2 separate regions of the Capra hircus genome follow, and region 1 is linked to region 2. A link is a contact called in public Hi-C data. All regions are on one chromosome and are shown on one strand. The core of a region is the stretch at or near the end of the contact, and the rest is flanking DNA. Distances in the headings are between cores, read along the strand shown.

Region 1 (5,871 bases), core at 691-3,190, 250 kb before region 2:
CAGCCTACTGGGGAATTCTGTGAAATGACTCAGTCACTAAACACAGCGAAAAACACACTGGTGTTTCTAGTTTCATTTCAAATTATGCTTACATTCAAATTATAAACATGTTTTTTGTTACCATAGGTCAAAGTATTATTTTACTCCATACCTTCTGCCAAGGATCTGCTTGACTTTCATTACTGTGTTTGAAATATTCCTTATTCTACTTTGTTTTGCTGCCAATCCAACAACCTGAAAAAGAGCAATCTATTAAATATGTCATTTTATACTTATTTCAAGGTACAAAAATGAGGAGAATGGTACCTCTTCATGTTTTGAGTAAGCAACAATGGCTGGAGTAACTCTGTCGCCTGCATCATTTGCAACCACATCAGCCCGGCCATCCTAGAGGTAAACACACAACTGTATTAGTTATTCTGAAATGAAATACATAGTCTCCTTAGATACATTCAGACATATGTGGAGCCCTGTGACTGACATATACATGGAAACAAAAACTGCTTTACTGTATTTCCTAGATCTTAAGAAGACCAGACTTCTACAACCAGCTGCCTCTTTTCAGTCTGTTCTGCATAGCTGATAACAGAAAAGACGTAATAATAACCTCTCCATATAAAATAACGTGTTAATACATTAACCTTTCTATCCCTTCTCCTTTTCCCTGTAAACGCTCATCCTTCTTCTCTCTTTTTACATATGATGAATTAGCAACAATCCTTCGGCCTTTCCTTACAAATCATTTGACGTTTAACCGTGAGACGAGTATCAGGGCTGTCCCTTATTATTGTTCCTTCCGCCTCCCCACAGACGAGAAGAAGCCCTAAACTCCTAGTCACACACTCATTTCCAGAAAGGACAAGTGAATAGAGCACACACCATCAACTAGCTTCCTACGCTTCTCGGGATTAACAGGTCCAGTTCCAGATCGCGGCCACCTTGCTCCTTCTTGGCAAACGTCCAGAAACCTCCGGGTACCAGACGCTCGGGTCTCCCATCCCGGCCTCCTGCGTCCATGAGGTCCCCAGGTCCGCCTTCCTCCTCTAGGCTTGCAGCGCCCAGGACGTGGCCGGGTCCGTCCCCACCCCCGGGGGGGACTCCAGCTCCCAGCGTGTCCCTGGGTCCTCCCCCCAAACCCCCGGGGCCTCAAGCGCCCAGGACGTTCCCGGGTCCGCCCCCGCCCCGGGGCCTCCGGCGCCCAGAAAGTCCCTGGGTCCGCCCCTGGGCTTGGAGGCCTTCGGAACACAGGATGTCGTCCGGTCCTCCTGCGCCCAGGATGTGCTGGGTCCGCAGCTGCCTTTCCTGAGGGCCGCGGGGGAAGAGGCCGAGTCCGCCCAGCCCTTAGCCCCAAGACTTCCTCGCAGAATCGCCTCTTCGTGCGACGTCCCTAGGCCGGCGACACGCCGTTCACAACCCCGCAGACCAAAGGACTTGGCCTCGTACCCAAAGGACGCTGCACCCGCAACCCAGCTCCCCGAGGCCCTCACCTTATAGACGGCCACACAAGCTGATGTGCAGCCCAGGTGAACCCCGATGGCCGCCATGAGGCGGCAGAGACGCCGACAACACTAACGGGTGGTTTCCCAGCAGCAACAGCGCCGGGCCGCAGCACAGCCCCATCAGGCACCGCGGAGACTTCACGTTCCCGTCCACCCACTGCGCCCCGGCCCTCGCCGAGGCCGCCCGCGTCGCCGCCAATCAGCGTGAAGGTCCCGCCTTTTCTGTCGCGCAGTCGGCGATTAGCTATTGTGAGTCTCTCCCCGCCGGAGCAGCACCGCTTGAGCGATATTGCGCACGCGCAGATCGGGGATGGGTAACGAAACGGCTCCTTCGTCCCACCCCTTTTTCCTGAGAGCCAATGGAAACTCACGGTTGAGTTGCGTCATTTGTCCTAGCAACTTCGGGTAGATTCATTGTATCCCAGGCTCCGCGCTGCTGCGTACTACGGGCGGTACCCGGGCGGCTGTTCTTTTCGTAGGTGGCGAGGAGTTTGAAACTGCTGGCTCAGCATGTGGTGCGGCGGCGCAGCCGCAATGGTGGCCTTTTGCGCCGGACTTTGGGTCTCTAACCCGGGGCGGGCGCAGGGCCAGGAGGCCGGGGGAATCCCGGGCGCCGACTGTGAAGGTGAGCGGTGTGAGACCTGCTTGCATGGCGATGTCACCAGGTCACAGCGCAGCTGTTGTTAGCTTTGGCGTCTCCCAGCCTTGGCTATTAATAACATTGCACTCAGGAATGCGGGCCCTGGCCCTGGTTTCTGATCGCCTTCGTCCAAGCCTAGGCAAAAGTTCGAGCTGGGCCCAGTGACACCTTCAGACTGCGTTCTTGGTCTTGCTCTATTAAACCGCCGCTGTCAAAGCTGGTGCGTTTAGATTTGGGCTCAATTTTGTGCACACACGTCTAGCTGCAGAGGCACGTGCTGTCCTAACCGGCAACACTTGTAGTGCACAGAAGTCTTTAAGTTCAAATTAGTTTGTAACTCCCAAAAAGACAAAACGTGACAAACTCTCTGTAACTGAGGTGAAATGGCTTAAATCAGAGGACAGAATTAACATTTGTTAGGACTTCAAAGGGAAAAGGTGCTTTACAAAGGAGTACTTTAACTGGTTAGAAAAAGGAATACAGAATGAGTCCTTTGCTGTTCACAGAATCTCCTCTGTGGACTTGCAGCTAGAATATATGGGTCTATGTCCCACTCAGCCTTCTGGCTCCAACTGGCACTGTAACTGGTTCTTGAAAAATCAACGTGATAATCCTATCTCAGAGGGCTGTTAACGAGATCAAAGAAGATAATCAGCTGTGCTAGCTCCTCCCTCTCTGGGTTTTCCTTGTGGCTCAGCTGGTAAAGAATCTGCCTGCAATCAGGGAGACCTGGGTTCGATCCCTGGATTGGGAAGATCCCCTGGAGAAGGGAAAGGCTACCCACTCCAGTATTCTCGCCAGGAGAATTCCATGGACTGTATAGTCTATGGGGTCGCAGAGTCGGACACGACTGAGCTACTTTGACTTTAAGCCCCTTCCTCCTGGGCTATTGGAGCACTTACCTCGTGTTTAATTCATTGAAATAATTACCTTAGATGTATATCCTTCACTTAGCCCTAAGCCTGAAAATCTATTCTCACATAACAGGAAATGATAACCTCACAATACATGTTGAATGAATGGGTAACTACAGACTGTACCATATAAGTGAATAAGTCTTCACTATTGGAGTCCAGTTTTCTGTGGGCCCTGCAATAATTAAGCTTTTCTCCAGAAATTTAAAATACCTACATGATGTTATTATCAAACTTTAGATACAGGCAGTTACTCAGCTAAATATCGTAATTTTGTTTAAAGGTCCTGTATAACTTAACTTGGTCCTACACATATAAAGCAGAACTTATAAGGCATAAACAATTGATTGGATTAATCATTAGCAGTTTAGTTTCCGGAGTTTCTACTTACAAACATTTCAGAAGAGCCAGAACATATGGATTAATTAAATCTGAAGCTTCTAACTTGAATTTATTACAGCATATTGTGATTATTAACCTGCATGTCTGACTAACCTGGGTGTGTGTTCCCCTTTGTTAACACTGTAGAATCATAGCGAAGGAAATGCTGGTTTTAGAACAAAACAAAAAAATCTAGATCTGGGTCTGTTTCTGCTTATGAGTCTTTATCATTAGCCAATTAACTTCCCATCGTAAGATTAAAATGCTATACTATACATAATGTAGAGCAAATTTCCATTCTTATCATGACTATTCTGTGGCATGGGACACCACTGATTTCTTTTATCAATAAAAAAACTGACAAAACATCAAAATTAATTGGCTGTATTTTGAAATTTGGAGATGTCATATTTAAAAATTCAGATTCTGACTTATCTTGAAAACCAGGTTACCAGTCAAGACTAGCCCATCTGTCTAATTCCATATAGTGGGAATTAGCTGTGGCTGCTCTTTTCAGAAAGGACAGCCCATTGGTGCTTGGATTGGTTTACCCATTCATTTTATCTGCCTGAGTCCTGAGAATATTTAAGTTTCTGATTGTTGTAGGTCATGTGAAGCTTATTGAAAAAAAAAAGTAAATATTTCTGAATCTCATTTAAAGGATAGTATTATGGGACTATTAAAATTCTTTTTTACTTTGATAATTATATATTCACTTATGGGACTAATTTTAATAAATCAAACCCTATAGCATAAGTAAAAGGAGTATGGTTATCTGGTTAAATACATGCCAGAATCCTTAAACTAATTTGTTAGTTGATTTATAGTGATATTACTCTCTTCATGTAAGCACAAGGAATCTTTTCCATTCTTACTGTGACTTCTCTTTGCCATGGGACACCCCTGACTTTCTCAGAAATTTTCTTCTCTCCCTTTTGGCCATGCCAGGTGGCATGTGGATGTTAGTTCCTCTACCAGGGATGGAACCTGCACCCCCTGCAGTGGAATGGTAGAGTCTTAACCACTGGATCACCAGGGAAGTCCTTAAAATTTCTTCTCTTCATGGCTATGATACTGCTTTACCCCTGCTTTTGCTTCCTGTCTCTGTGGTCATTTGTTTGACAGTATCTGTAAGTTTCTAATTCTCTAGCCATGGCTTCAGTATTAGAATTTTCCAGAATTTTGCCCTCTGCCCTCTTCTCTTCTCAGTCTACACACTCTTCTATGCAATTGGAATTGACCTACCCATAGTCTGATTAATCCCAGATGTTTATACCGACCCCATCTCCTTTCTGGAGTCCCAGATCTTGCATCCAATTGACAACTGAACACCTCTATTTAGATATCTTCTACTTCAAACTCAACAGAGTCACAAAGCAAAGTTACTTTCTCCTCTCCTTCTCAGTCCCCCAAGTCTGTTATGCTATGACACCAGTATATAACTATTCCGCTAGACTAGACTTCTCTCCCTGATCCCCTAAACCCATCAAACACTGGGGCTATTGACTCTACCTTCTGATTGACTCTGCTCCTTTCTTCTGCCCGGCTCCAATGCCTTGTTACCAACCTTCACCATTTTCAGCTGCCACAATTGCATCCTTCCCCTAGTGTGGTGATCATGTAATCCCCATACATAGTATCTTTTACTGATCTTCCAACTTCCTCCAGGGAGGTGCCTCCCTTTTGCATCTAGTACCTGTCTCATGGTGTTGAGAAATCATTTTGGCTTCCTCCATGTGTGCCTTCCTTGACAGTCAAGACCTTTTCTCTTCCCACATCATCTCCAGCAGCTACAATGGTGCATAGTTCAATTCTGTTGAACACGCATTATATAGTGCTTCAATAACAGGTTATATAGCTTTTAGTGAGTCAAAAGTGTATCATTCAAAGTGTAAGTTAGAATTCCCAACTTCCATCATCTAGGTAATACATTGACAGAGCAACAGTTGAAGTGTGGATATCATCTGAAGGTGTATTTGAGAATAGAGAAGGAGCTTTGAGGCATCAGAACACAGGGTTTCTTTTGCAGGAAGAGGGGAATCAGAGGTCACCAGGAAGCTTTAAAGATGGTTTCTGCATTGATCACTACAGCAGGTATCTCCTTTGCATACTTGGTCTATTTGCTAGTTAAACTTAGCAAAATGCATGTTTTCCACATTGTATCAGTAACATTCAACACAACTGATCAGTTAGTCCCTCCCTTTTAACACTTTCTTCACTGTCTCCTGGGACACACTCATTCTTTGTTCTCATCCTTTGGCTTCTTATTTCAGTCTCTTCTGGTTCTTTACATCTTTTCAACTCCTACACAATGGAGTTAACATCACACTGAGACCTGGGATCTCTCCCTATCCTGTGGTCTCATCCTTTAACACCATTTTGTTCAGTTCAGGCGCTCAGTCGTGTCCAACTCTTTGTGACCCCATGGACTGCAGCA
Region 2 (6,301 bases), core at 2,599-5,098:
AGCGACAGCACTTGTCACAGATGACACTTACGGAAGGCTTACCGTTTCCAGGCCCCGAGGTGGGTGTGCCCGTCTCGTCTGTTCTTCATAACCGTAGAAGAGGATCTGCCTTTCCTCTTCCTCTTCCTTCTTCCTCTTCTTCCACTGCTCCTCCGCCTCCTCTTCTCCATCTTCTTCCCCTTCCTTTCTTCTTCTTCTTTTTAACTGGTGAGGAAACATAACCCCAAATCACACTTACAGTAAATGAGAGCTGGAATTTAGACCCATTTGGTGTGATCGGAGCCTACATCCTTGAAGCTGTCTGAGCTCAGAGGGAATGGGGAGACTTACACGGAATAGAAACTCCTGCCTCACTGGGCCATTGTGAGGCTTAAGTGATGGGGAGACGCTTATGCAGAACACCGAGAGATGATGCATAGTGACTCCACAGTGGATTCCTCTTGTGGCTTGTCTCTGATGCTTTTGCTAACAGTGCTGAGGGTCTGGGTGAGGTGGCCCTGCTCCACCAGGCGTCATCCTGGAAACGGACACCGTGTTATTTGTGGAGCCATCGCCACCTACTGGTTGGTCCCGTCTCACTTGGTCCAGTTGAGATCTTAAACGTGGGCACGTGTTCTGTCTTCCCAAGGTTTCTCTTGCCTTCGTTCCCATCTTCTAAATATAAAATGTGTGCCTTATTTTTTTAATATAAAAATACGTTCTTTAAGGATGAGAAAACGAGTTTGGTATTTTCCCAAGCACGTCACTGTTTGGCAAGCGTGTGGCAGCATCTCTGTGGCCAGTTTATTGCGAGTCTGAAATTCCAGCAGCGGTGGGCCCGGCACAGTTGGAAAAGCCACGTTTCTGAGCTCGCGTGGATTGCTCTGGTTCGGCGTCACTTGTCTGCCTTTGTTGAGTTTGTGGCCACGAAGGTCATCTGGGCACTTGTCTGATGCCTTTGGGTCCCAGATAGTGCCACGATCTCCTGTCAACAAGACTGAATCTTCAGGTTGTTCCCAGGCTCAGGAGTTTTGTAAGTGAAGCCCTTGGGTGTTTGGGAGAAATTCCCATTTTAACTCACTTTCTGCTCTCTCAAGGCCTTCCTCCTCACAACCAGGCTCCCTTCTGGGAACTGTGGGTGCTGAGGGAGACTGCCATGGCTCCAGGGACAGTCCTTTGCTCTTCCAGGTTGACCCGAGCCTGGACTTGGCTGGTGTGCAAGCTTAAGTGACTTGGATTTTTCCAAGTAAATCTCTTAGAGACAGCCTGGGAAACAAATGCTCTTAAAAACTTCCTGGGAATTACTTTCCCAGAAGTTGCAGTACTTCAGACATTTAATTGTTTAGCTTCGGTTTGGTTCTGGTATAGCTGTAACCTGCATGCACTGATAGGTTTCAGGTGTTGTTTTCTAAAGGATTCATTTATGAGTGCTTTAGATAGATTTTAAATATTGAGGTGGACATGGAACTTAGCATAATCTGTAAATTTTGATTTTTTTCCTCTCAGAGGATTGTTTTATTTTATAGTATAAATATAACTTTGATATGTACTGAGGTGAAGTGAAGTGAAAGTCGCTCAGTCATGTCTGACTCTTTGTGACCCCATGGGCTATACAGTCTATGGAGTTCTCCAGGCCAGAATACTGGAGTGGGTAGCTTTTCTCTTCTCCAGGGGATCTTCCTAACCCAGGGATCGAATCCAAGTCTCTTGCATTGCAGGTGGATTCTTTACCAGCTGAGCCATGAGGGAAGACCCCAAAATTTGGGTGACTTGTTTTATTTCAGTACTCAGTTTATTGTGGTCTAGAACCAAACCTGCAATATCTCCGAGGACTAAGTTTTAACTTTTATCTTTGTGGGAATTCCCTGGTGGCCTAGGGGCTAGGACTATGAATTAATGAGTATCTGGGTTCAGTCCCTGGTCAGGGAACTAAGATTCCCACAAGCCCTACAAAAAAAATAATAAAATTATCTTTGTGATGTAGAAATTTGAAAATGAACTCCTGGAGCCAGGAATAGTCTAATGGGAAACCCAGATGCAGTGAATGTTTATTCATCCAGTTGTGGAATTTTTCTGTGGGGATGGTTATTCACCTCTGAAAAGCAGTCAACACAAAATACCCGGGACTAGCAGAGGCCTGGACCCACGGTTAACTTTTGAAAAGGGGAAAAATGCAAAGAAGGACTCAAGAGGGCATCTATAAGGCTGGAATTCCCCTCTCTTCTGGGGCAGTGGAGTTTAGTAATGATTTTGCTCATTCACAGGAATCAAAGGCAGAATTCTCATCAGGTTACATTTTTAGTGTACAGTGTTAGTGTCTGTCTAAAATGCAAATCTGTGTTTTTATTCCTCAGCTTAAAATCTTTCACTGAATCCCCTCGACCTCAAAACAGCATCAGAGTTTCTCAACATCAGCCCTGTCCCCTTGGTACATGCCTTACACTGCAGCCAGAGCCATTCAGAACTCCATGTGCGTGTGATAGACTTCACATTTTGCAGAAAGGTCTTAATGTCGGTAGCATGAACGGGTCTTAGAACCATTGAAAGTTACCATCGACTGTGGCTTACATGAGGGGAGGGGGTGAGTAAACCTAGGGAGACTTCCCAGTGAGTTAGGGGATTGTAAAGAATGCTTTATTATCATTAAAACAAGCAAACACACCAGCAAACAGCAATGAGATTTAATGGGCTCCATCATTTAAAAGAAGAAAAAGCTTTTAAAAAAAGGAAAAAGTTACCAGAGAGAACATGAAGGGGGCTTCTCTACTGAGCTGACCCTCATTTTCCTTCACTGACTTGATAGTTTTTAAGAAATCCCTTTATGAATCAGTTACTGGTCCAGGTGCGTGTATCTGATAAGAGTGTCTTCATGTTAATTTCTGGAAGAAGGTTTCATGTAGCAATACTGATATCCATTTCAAAGTGCCTTTACTTCCAGACATTTTTCTGTCTCCTCTTTCCTTCTGGGCTGTGGATTACTGGTTGCTCAGGCTTTAAGCCACGTTGCTTGAGACTCCAGGCAGCTCCGGGGCTCCCTCTCCTGGTGGTTCTTCCTGGATTCTGTTCCTTCATTTAAGGATTAGTCTTCGACCCAGTGCAATGTATCTGGTAACTCAGACTGTAAAGAATCTGCTCGCAGTGCGGGAGACCTGGGTTCGATTCCTGGGTCGGGAAGATCCCTTGGAGAAGAGAATGGCAACTCACTGCAGTATTTTTGCCTGGAGAATTCCACAGACAAGAGTCTGAGACTGGTGGGCTACCGTCCGTGGGGTTGCAGACTCAGACACAGTCGTGCGACTGAGTGCGCACCCACACAGGAGTGGGGAGCAGTTCATGGGTGCAGGGCCTCTATCGTGTACAGTTTTCAGGGCCACCTTCCTTCTCATACATAACCTTTCCCAGACCCCAGCATGGTTCACTCCCTGTGACCACAGCTTTCCCCTCAGACTAGTTTGCAGTCTCGCTTGAGGTCTGTACACTTGACTCAGGCTGGGGCCCCCTTTCCTGTCTCCACTTGGATGAAGGACAAACCAGGGAGAGAGAAGAAGGAAGAAGTCTGTGCCTTCGTTTATGGGCAGAGCTCCCTCAGCCGCTGCCCACCCGTGGCCTGTCTGCCTCTGTCCAGCAGGAGACAGGCCGATTCTGTCTCAGGCCTCTCTGCCAGTGGAAAAAGAGAGGCTTCTCAGGCCCCTCGTCTTAAGAGAAAGTGAAGAAGAATGCAAGCTAGAGCTTGTGCTCTAGGCTCAGAGCTGAAGTCTGCTCGCTGTGTGCACAGGAAGCTCAATCTGTCTCTTGCCGCCAAGGCCCCAGACAGTGAGCCCCAGCCCTGCCCCCTGGGAGCCAGGGGCAGTGGGCATCTGTGTGGCCTCCTGTCATGGGAATAGTGGGAGTGGAGGGTTGGGGGGTTGTGGGAGAGGTGAAGTGAGAGACCCCGGCAGTCACTTAGTAGGACCAGGAAGGAGCCCCCCAGGGTCTGGGCCCTCACTGCCTCAGCTGCTTCCCTCAGTCACCCGGGTGTCCAGGGACATCTCCAACCCAGCATGTCCCAAAGGGAGCTCCTGACCTCACTCCCGTCTGCTGTGCTCACAGCCTCCACCACAGCAGCTCTGTCCTCGTTGCTCAGGCCAGAGCCCTTGGAGGCACCCTCGACCCCTCTGTGTGTCTCACTCCTGGTGTACAGTCCTTCAGGAAGTCCCAAGCGCTGAAATGAAATGACATCCGGTCTGCTGCACCCATCTCTCACCTGGGTCCCCTGACAGCTGCCTCCTGGAGTCTTTCCTTGGCTGTGCTGGGCCTGTCCTACACTCGGCTAGAATAATTGTCCAGACACATGAGTCAGAGCTCGTCCCTTCCTGCTCAGAGCCCTGAATGGTTCTTTGCTGTCACTCAGGGCAAAAGCCAGAGCGCTGGCACTGGCCTTCAAGTCCCCGCATCGAATCCCACCCCTCTCTGGTGCCCCCACTGGTCCCCCTCCATCCCCACCTTCACTCATGTCCCTCCTTCCTCAGATGCATCAGGCGTGCTCCTGACTCTCTATTCCCCGAGTCTGGAACACTCTTCTCCCCAGGTCTACAGGCTCCCCTACCCTGCTGACACCTTGACCTCAGGAGGCAGGAATCTGGATGTGAGGTCGGGGAGATTATCCTTGGTTTAGGACAGAGGGACTAATCCTTTTATGGCAGCTCATTGCCTTCTTGTCTACTGATTAACTAGATGAAACTGCTGTTGGCTTTTAAACAAAATCAAGACTGCCTGCAGGTCTGTCTGGCACTTCTCCAGTCTCCACTAAGGAGTGCATTCTCTGAGGGGCCAGTTCAAATAGGCAGGCTGATGTGATGGGATCGCTGACCTATGACAGGCCCAATTCGTGAGTTTCCATTTGGGGGAGGCTGCAGACATACTTGTCTTTTAAAAGATCAATGCAGGTAGCATTTAAGGAATATTTGGTTTAATCTGTTAGATGGGGTGGTGGTGGTTTAGTTGCTAAGTCGTTTTTGACTCTTGCAACCCCATGGACTGTAGCCTGCCAGGCTCCTCTGTCCATGGGATTCTCCAGGCAAGACTACTGGAGTGGGTTGCCATTTCCTTCTCCAGGGGATCTTCCCAACCCAGGAATCGAACCCGGGTCTACTGCACTGCAGGCAGATGCTTTACTAACTGAGCTACGAGGGAAGCCCAGTCTGTTAGATACGTGTGTATTATTGCTTGGCCGTGCATTTATACCTAAAATACACAAATGATGCAGCCACAGTGTTTCTGTTTTAGTTGATTTAATTTATTCTTTTTCCCTCTTTATTTCATGTCAATTTTCAAAAGATCTTTCTATTAAAAATAGGAAAAATTGTAATTTGGGAGACAGAACATGAGTTTTCAGATCAGAGAGTGTTAATTTTCATTTTTTTTTCAAGTCTGAGATTTACACTATTGGCAAAATTAGCTTAGGCAAGTTATTTTAACTTTTATTCCTCTGTTTATTGTCTGTGAAATAAAGATTCTAGTGCTTCTGTTCATAGGACTGTCACTGGGATCAGGTGTGATCACGTACCCACAGGTGCTGTATCTAAAGTGTTGGGAAATTGTTGGCTGCTGTTGAGGACAGTTCAGAGATTCAGGAAACATCACTGATGACTTTGAGACCCAAGACTCCTACTTGTAGCTACCGGCCTCTGGACCCGTTTTACTTATTTCTAAATTCTACTTGAGATTGCATCTTTATTCTTTTCGATTATACCCCCACTCCCCCACCCCCATGCCAGAGTCCATGGAAGCACATAGCCACATCTCTCCTGCCTGCACCCCTGCCCCGTGTGTACACACACACACACACACACACACTCTCTCTCTGTCTTTCACTTGGGTATTTGCTTGGGGCATTGATTTCATGGGCAGAAATAAAGATGGAGTCTGTCTTCCATCCAGGAGCTTGCTCACAGGGGCTCTGTCTTCTTTCTGTTTATTACAGATTTGATTAAGTTCAAAGTTTATTCAGCTTCTGCCATGTGCCAGACACTTGGCTGGACCCTCGGATTTAAAGCTGGAGACAAAGTGTTTCTGGCCCTTTCACAGACTAGACAGACATGTATGGTTACGGCGTGTGCGTGCACGAGTGCTCACTTGCTCAGTCGTTTCTGACTCTTTTGTGGCCCTGTGGACCGCAGTCTGCCAGGCTCCCCTGTCCATGGGATTCTGCAGACAAGAATGCTGGAGTGAGTTGCCATTTCCTTCTCCAGGTGATCTTCCCAGGTCAGGGATTAAACCCGTGTCTCCTGTGATGGTAGGCAGGCTCTTTACCACTGAGCCACTGGGGAAGCCCTCCCAGGTG

What was found. Hi-C and Micro-C count contacts between places; a contact is called where the count stands out from the background.
Region 1: a contact with region 2 is called in a Hi-C map of liver, with 2.6 times the contacts expected there. The contact joins the promoter of CDNF here to the enhancer-like site in region 2. A contact is called at or near these places in 3 of 5 Hi-C or Micro-C datasets (blood and liver).

The regions. Positions count from the first base shown.
Region 1 is chr13:28,803,601-28,809,471 of ARS1.2, reverse strand. It overlaps CDNF (cerebral dopamine neurotrophic factor), which reads left to right and starts at 1,940. Exons shown (of 4, transcript XM_018057133.1): 1 at 1,940-2,124. The coding sequence starts at 2,010. HSPA14 (heat shock 70 kDa protein 14) reads right to left here and starts at 1,770. Exons shown (of 14, transcript XM_005687958.3): 1 at 1,488-1,770; 2 at 307-387; 3 at 152-234. The coding sequence starts at 1,544.
Region 2 is chr13:28,554,843-28,561,143 of ARS1.2, reverse strand. The region is part of intron 2 of FAM107B (protein FAM107B); the gene reads left to right. Among named protein-coding and RNA genes, the nearest start is that of FAM107B, 190 kb to the left of the region's middle. Within about 2 kb of position 3,848, at least 1 of the 5 cell types and tissues checked has an H3K27ac peak or open chromatin away from gene starts, as enhancers often do.